Regions from separate parts of the Sus scrofa genome. Here region 2 is linked to region 1. The links are chromatin contacts, called in public Hi-C maps. All regions are on one chromosome and are shown on one strand. Each heading gives the region's core, a stretch centred on a gene start, on an enhancer-like site or on the middle of the called end of the contact. The rest is flanking DNA. Distances are from core to core; before and after follow the strand shown.

The links. A called contact is a pair of places that touch in the nucleus more often than the background predicts.
Region 2: a Hi-C map of liver shows a contact between it and region 1, with 4 times the contacts expected there. The contact joins two enhancer-like sites. A contact is called at or near these places in 2 of 47 Hi-C or Micro-C datasets (adipocytes and liver) and 1 of 2 datasets of contacts at active chromatin or transcription factors (alveolar macrophages).

Annotation. Positions count from the first base shown.
Region 1 is chr1:246,172,701-246,176,589 of Sscrofa11.1, forward strand. ABCA1 (ATP-binding cassette, sub-family A (ABC1), member 1) reads right to left here. Exons shown (of 51, transcript NM_001317080.1): 30 at 2,151-2,275; 31 at 323-421. Among named protein-coding and RNA genes, the nearest start is that of ABCA1, 100 kb to the right of the region's middle. Within about 2 kb of position 2,396, at least 8 of the 83 cell types and tissues checked have an H3K27ac peak or open chromatin away from gene starts, as enhancers often do. A contact at or near this core is called in liver, where this site is marked.
Region 2 is chr1:246,452,822-246,456,690 of Sscrofa11.1, forward strand. No RefSeq gene overlaps it. Among named protein-coding and RNA genes, the nearest start is that of SLC44A1, 94 kb to the right of the region's middle. Within about 2 kb of position 1,275, at least 13 of the 83 cell types and tissues checked have an H3K27ac peak or open chromatin away from gene starts, as enhancers often do. A contact at or near this core is called in liver, where this site is marked.

The DNA of each region.
Region 1 (3,889 bases), core at 1,146-3,645:
CATCTCTGCACTTAAGTATAGGCATGCGGGGGAAGGGGTCAGTAAATACAAAGTGCTATTTAAATATTAATTTCTAAAGCAGTAAGAAAACAGCTATAGTGATTTGCCTGGCAGGATGCAGAAGACTCTCCTAGTCTATCATGTTCCTAGATGGTCTGATTAGATCATCACATTAACTTTTTTAAAATACAAAATGACTCAAAGGGCAACTGATAGCAGTCATAACGTGGCAAACAAGTGACAAATGCAGTGCAGAGATCACACAAGGTGACAAGCAGAGGAAGCCAGCCCCAGAGGGGCTCCCAGCTCAAGTGGCACTCACGGGATTGGGTTCCCTTCCATACACCGGGTCCCGAAGCCAGGCTTTCTGGTGAGGGCATTCAAGAGTTCCTGGGTGCCCACGTCCTCAGGTGCATCATTACTGTGGGCACATGAGAGGCAGCCAGCACAGCAATTCATTAAAACCATGAATTAGGGGGAGGAAAGGTTTATTTAAAAAAGAAAATTAAACATTTTATTAAGTACTTCCTGTATGCCAAGCTCTTAAGACGGAAATGAATAAAACACAGAACCACCTACAAGGAACTCAGCCTCTGGCCTGAGTGTATTTAGCATCAAGGCAACATACAGCACCCCAAAATGGAGCTTGTGTAAATAAGTTATACATACAGAAGCGGGTGCACACACGTGTACACACCCACCCACATATACACATTTATGTATATATTTTTTAACTTTTTATTTTTTTAATTATTTAGGGCTGCACATGTGGCTTATGGAAGTTCCCAGGCTAGGGGTGGAATCAGAGCTACGGCTGCCGCCTTCGCCAAAGCCACAGCATCTGCAACCTACACCACAGCTCACAGCAACACCAGATCCTTAATCTGGTGAAAGAGGCCAGGAATCAAACCTGTATCCTCATGGATACTAGTCGGGTTTGTTACTGCTGAGCCACAATGGGAACTCTCTACAAATATATATATATATATTTTAGTGTGAAGTACTTGGATTCCCTGAAGATCAGTATTTCAAAAGTGCTTTCACAATTATCCATTAGGCAGAAACAACCAGGATTTTCTAGGAAAGGGCAGATTTTATTGGCCAAATGTTTACACAGACAACTGGAAAACATAAGCCTGTGTTCCATAATCCTGGGCAACACAAGGTTGGGAAAGGAAAGAAGAACGTAAACCTGCACTAAATAGGAAGGAAGCATGGAATTTGAGAAAAAGAGACTATTCATATGTTTACTTTTTTCCTTTTTTTAGAGCTTCCCTTTGACATCATTGGCACATGTCTCCCATTGAAAGGTCTGTGAATACCATGGGACTGAGGAAAATTCCTGCAGTCCCATGTGTTTGTAGCCTTGGATTGTTATGCAGTAGCTGGTATTTTCCTCATCTAAAGAAAAACACTAGCTTCCACATGTAAGTGATAGCATTTGATGTTGGTGTCTCATTGTCTGACTGACTTCACTTAGCGTGATAACTTTTATGAACTTCTTTGCAGAATACTGACTCACAGACTTTGAAAAACTTATGGTTTCCAAAGTTGACAGTTGGCAGGGGTAGGGGGTGGGGAATGCACTGAGGTTGTGGGATGGAAATCCTATAAAACTGGATTGTGATGATCATTGTACAACTACAAATGTAATAAATTCATTGAGTAATAAAAAAAGAAAGAAAAAAATAAAAGTTTACATCTAAAAAAAAAAAGAAAAAAAGAAACACTAGCCATTATCTATAACTTAAAAAAGACTAAATAATAAATACATGGATTGCACCATGCAGAAAACAAGAACCTGGAGGTGTGATGCTTTGACAGTGTGTGGAAGCCCCATGTTAATAAAGACGCAGTTATGTAAACCCAAATATATTATAGCTCAATTATAGATTTTGCAAGGGCAGATTATTTACATAAAACACCTATGTTCCTGACAACAACATATAAAGAAGAAAGAGTTCAGATGCAGCAAGAGGGCTGGCCCATTAGTTCAGTTTTGTTCACGGCTATCCTTTGCATCTTATATGAGTTCATATGAGGGCTGTAGCCACAGCTGATAAATCCAGGCCCCTTCCCCTTGGCCTTCAGCATAGTAAACACCCTTCCTGAGCTCTCCTCCCACCTTGGCAGGGAAGGCCAACACACACCTGACAAATGTGTACTGTTCGTTGTACATCCAGGGCTGAAGTTCCAGGCTGGGGTACTTGCCAAAGGGTGGCACAATCAAGCTGAACACTAGGGCAATGCAGACAAACACAGCTGGCAGGATAATCTATAATCAGGGGTGGGGGGGAAGAGAAATTGCAGAAGGGCAAGGGTTAGAAAGAAGGCCATGGGCAAGGCCCTGGGAGTCCAGCCAGTCTCCCAGATCAGCCTGCACTCGGATGTGTACAGGTCTGGGCTCAGCTCCTCCAAGGCATTCTTGGCAGGTTGCAGGCCGAGACTGCAATCGAAACCTCTTCCCTCCAGGGCAATTCTGAAAGCTGACAACACAAGGCCAGAGTCTGTGGCCACCTGGCAGGGGCATCAAGCTGAGAACTTCACAGAGTGAACAGTGGTCACATGCCAGGGTGACTCAGAACACTGGGTCCCTCTTTTCCCTGAAAACCCTGAAAGCTCAGCTCAGCTCAGGGGAAAGCTGAGAGCACAAGCCTGGACCAAGAACCAGAAAACTTGCAGCTTCATTTTGTCTCTACTACAAGTACATCTATGTGAAGTCAGGTCCCCTCTGGCCTCAGTTTTCTCATTTGTAGTCTGCAGACAGACTGGATGACCCATTGAGATCTCATACTCTGATAAAACCACTTTACAGCACTACTCTATTGAATGAGAATAGCAGCCACCACCACTCCACCCCCTTAGCCTCAAAAAGCATAATTAACCCAAAGCCTTGTTAAACCATCTTAAACACCTGAACACCTGTTTTATCTGAAAACAATGACTTGTACATACTTTTAAGTAAACTCTTTTAGCTTCTTCCATTTATTTAGGAAGAAATTTAGCCCTAAAAAACTGATTCAAAGATGCCCCCGCTTCTAATGTTCTCCAGTTTCAATGCAGAAAATTAATTCCATGGGAAAATATTGAATGAGCATCCTCTCATTTAATTATCATTACAACCCTAAGTAGTAGCATCACTATGGCTAATCAGCAAACAAGGTAACTGAGGCTCAGAGACTTAAGTAACTTGCCCAAGGCCACAGAGCCAGTAACACAACCGCAACTCAAATCTAAGTCTGTATGCTCCAAACTCATATTCTTTGCATTCCCCACACTGTCTAGAGGGAAGAAACTCTGTAACCTCTTTCTTTACATTTCTTGATTTAGAGTGGAATAATTTCATCCCTTACCCAGCAAGTTCACATGCAAATATGCAGGCAAGAGTGGAAAGAGTCTTCTCTGTTTAGCACTTTTTTTTTTCTGACCTCTGGTTATCTTTTCTAACAGTTTGCAATTAAACATCAACTTGGAGAAAAATCAAGTTTCCAATAAGTCCATATGTCAAGTGCATCTAGGCATATCCTCTTTGAAGTTAGCAAAGTTTAATTCATCCAGCCAGTTTTTCTAAACTTTATCCTAGTTATGCTCTCCTTTATGATAAACCTAACACATGGTAATTACTAGTGTGAGGCCCATTCTAAGCACTTACTCATTTTAATTTTCATAACAATATGTCAAGTTATTATTATTATTCCCATTTTATAGATAAGGAGATCGAGGTTTAGAGAAGTAACCCGTCAAAAGATATGAGTGTACCAAGCAGAATCAGGATTGAAATACAGATGATCTGGCTCCAGCATCTATCTCATATTCATGATGATGTCTCTGCCTTCACTGGTCAGGGAGCCTACAGCCCATCCAGGGATCCTGCATCCTTGGCCTGGAA
Region 2 (3,869 bases), core at 25-2,524, 280 kb after region 1:
GGGCTAATAAGCAAAAGCAGAGACTTAACTTTGAACTCATTAGTTAATAAGTAGTAATAGAGGCCAGATACTACTAGACATGGGGACTCCAGGGAGAACAAAACAGATCCAGTCCCTGCCCTCAAGAAACCCACTGACTAGTAGATTAGGCAAGCTTCAATAACTGCCCTAATTGGCCACAGAGCAAGGCTTCAAAGCCATGTTTTCTACAGCAAAGCCCAAGCATATAATTACAACACCTTCTGCCTCTCTCTTACTGGAAATAGTCCCTCTGTGAGAAACAAAGCCCTGGAAGTTCTCAGGCTTAGGAGAGCTACATATCTATATGACCAGGTATGATGGTGGGTAGATGTTGTGTATGAGAGTCTGGAACACATGGAACGTCTTTTAAGGCTTTGTTCAAATGTCATCTTCTCAAAGAGGCCATTCTAACCATGTGACTCCTAACAGTACCATCAACCTTTCCCTACTCACTTTCTCCATCCTACTTATCACCTTCTTTTATAAGATATCACTTATTTATTATGTCTATTATTTGGTATGAGTTACTCACACTTTAATATAAGTTCTCCAAGGGCAGAGAATCTTACCAGTTTTGTTCACTGAGGTATCCCCAGTGCCTAGACAGATCCTGGTACACAGAAAGTAGCCAGTAATTATTTTTTATGTGAATCAATGAAGGTGAAAATTATGTGCAAGTTTAGAGTCAGGTGGTACTAATTAGACAGAAGCCAGCCCAGAGCAAGAAGAATTGAGCTGGGAACTAAGTTCCCAACTGGTAGAATGAGAGTTGACCTCTCAGCAGTCAAGAGAGGTATGCTGTGAGAACTGGAAGTAAGTGGCCAAAGATCACAGCCTGGAAACCAGAAGACTGCAGGAAGTAGTGTAGCTATGCATCTCTGTGCTCAGAGCACATCAGTAATCTGACAGCCAGGAAGCCAGGGTGGATCAGGAAGTGTACGGCCATCTGCGTTCTGTAAGAACCAGGGAGTCAGGGGGTCAGAGGAGCAGTCAGGGGTTGGGGATCAAAGCAGGCAAAGGCTGAAATCCAGGAAGTTTGGGAAGGCAAGATAATGGTCCCCAACTACCAAAACACAGAGGAGAGCCCAATCCTGAGGCAGGGATTGTGAGGGCTAAGGTTTCTTTCAAGTTTTCTCCCAGGAGACCTGTGATCCTTGAGACTGCAAGAGTGAGCAGAGCAGGGGGTATGGTTTAATGGCATACTTTAGCTACAGATAACTGATGGTGCACGTCCCTTCCAGCTTCAAGTGTAGCAATATCATGTTTGTAGCATGAAACCAGCCACAGTGGAAGTAGTGACACAATGGAAATTGGCAAATGCTATAAGTCAGGGGTTGTTTGCTTATTTGTTGGGTAGCTGATTGTTAAACATTCACCAGCATACCACTAGTACAGTTTATTCTGGAACTGAGGCTGTATGGAGGCTTTGTTCTCAGCTAGAAGAAGAGGGGGGTAGAAATGCAGGTAGGTACTTAGGCTAAGAAATACTCCATGGAAAGCAGCTGTGCCCTTGGGCAACCACAGATAGAGCAAGGAGCCAACTTAATAGAACACTTCTGTGGAGTTCTCGTATTCATTATGGAACTTACACAGGAATTCTATCCCTTAAATTTGAAAGCCAGAGACTTGTTTCGACCCATTTATTCATTTATTCCTTCATTCAACAAGTACTAATAGAGGACCCATCATGTGCCAGGTGAGCACTAGACCATCAGGCTAATGAGACAGATTTGTTCTTGCCTCATGGAACTTAATACCTAGCAGAGGAGTCCACAAATTATAGTCTGAGGACCATATGTGGCTTGTAACCTCTTTCAATAGAGCTTTCAAGTTAGGAAAGGTTTTTGCATTTTTTAAGGGTTGCAAAGAAGGAAGGGGAAGAGGAAAAGAAGGGATAGAGGCCATATGTGGCCTGCAAAGCCTAAAATATTTACAAAGCTGGAGACTTCAAGCAGTACTACAAAGCTACAATAGTAAAAACAGCATGTGGAGTTCCAATTGTGGCTCAGTGAAAACGAATCTGACTAGCATCCGTGAGGACACAGGTTCAATACCTGGCCTCGCTCAGTGGGTTAAAGGATCCAGCATTGCCATGAGCTGTGGTGTAGGTCACAGACACCAGCTTGGATCTGGCATTGCTGTGGCTGTGGTGCAGGCCAGCAGCTACAGCTCCGATTCGATCCTTAGCCTAGGAACCTCCATATACTACAGGTACAGCCCTAAAAATAAACAAACAAACAAAAAAAACCAGCATGGTATTGGCACAAAAACAGACATATGGATCAACAGAACAGAATAGGAAACCCAGAAATAAACCTATTAGTTGACATACCTATGGTCAACTAATCTTTGACAAAGAAGGCAAGAATACACAATGGGGAAAAGACAGTCTCTCCAGCAAGTAGTGCTAAGAAAGCTGTACAGCCGCATGTAAATCAATGACATTAGAACACTCCCTCACACTATACACAAAAATAAACTCAGAATGACTTAAAAGCTTAAATATTAGACATGATGACACAATAAAACTCCTAGAAGGGAACACTGGTAAAAACATTCTCTGACATAAATTATAGCAGTATTTCTTAAGTCATTCTCCCAAGGCAATAGAATTAAAAGCAAAAATAAACAAATGGGACCTAATCAAATTTATAAGTTTTTGCAGAGCAAAGGAAACCATAAACAAAATTAAAAGACGACCTATGGACTAGGAGAACATATTTACAAATGATACAAGTGACAAGGGCTTAATTTCCAAAACATACAAATAGCTCATATAACTCAATAACAAAACAAAAACAGCTCAATCAAAAAATAGAGAGAAGTGGAGTTCCCGTCATGGCGCAGTGGTTAACGAATCCGACTAGGAACCATGAGGTTGCGGGTTCGGTCCCTGCCCTTGCTCAGTGGGTTAACGATCCGGCGTTGCCGTGAGCTGTGGTGTAGGTTGCAGACGCGGCTCGGATCCCGCGTTGCTGTGGCTCTGGCGTAGGCCGGTGGCTACAGCTCCGATTCGACCCCTAGCCTGGGAACCTCCATATGCCGCGAGAGCGGCCCAAGAAATAGCAACAACAACAAGAACAACAACAACTAAAGACAAAAAAAAAAAAAAAAAAAAAAATAGAGAGAAGTCCTAAAGAGACATTTCTCCAAAGACATACAGATGGTCTACAGGCACAAGAAAAGATGCTCAACATCGCAAGGTATTAGAGAAATGTAAATCAAAACTAAAATGAGGTACCACCTCACACCAATCAGAATGTCCATCATTAAAATGCCTACAAATGATACATGCTGGCAAGGGTGTAAAGAAAAAGAAACCTTCCTACACTGTTGGTGGGAATGTAAATTGGTGTGGCCACTATGGAGAACAGTATGGAAGGTCTTTAAAAAATTTAAGAGTTACCATATGATCCAGCAACCCCACTTCTGGGCATACATCCAGAGAAAACTCTAATTCAAAAAGATACATGCACCTAAGTGTTCACAGCAGCACTATTTACAATATCCAAGACATGCAAGTAACCTAAGTGTCCATCAACAGATGAATGGATAATGAAGATGTGGTATATATATACACATATAACTACTGGAATATTATTCAGCCATTAAAAAGGACAAAATTTTGCCATTTACAGCAATAAGATGGGTTTGGAGGGCATAATGCTAAGTGAAATAAGTCATACAGAGAAGATAAATATCATACGGTATCACTTACATGTGTAATCTAAAATATGATACAAATGATCTTATTTACAAAACAGAAACAGCATCACAGACATAGAAAACTTATGGTTATCAAAGGGGAAAGTGGGGGAGTATAAATTAGGAGTTTGGAATTAGCAGAT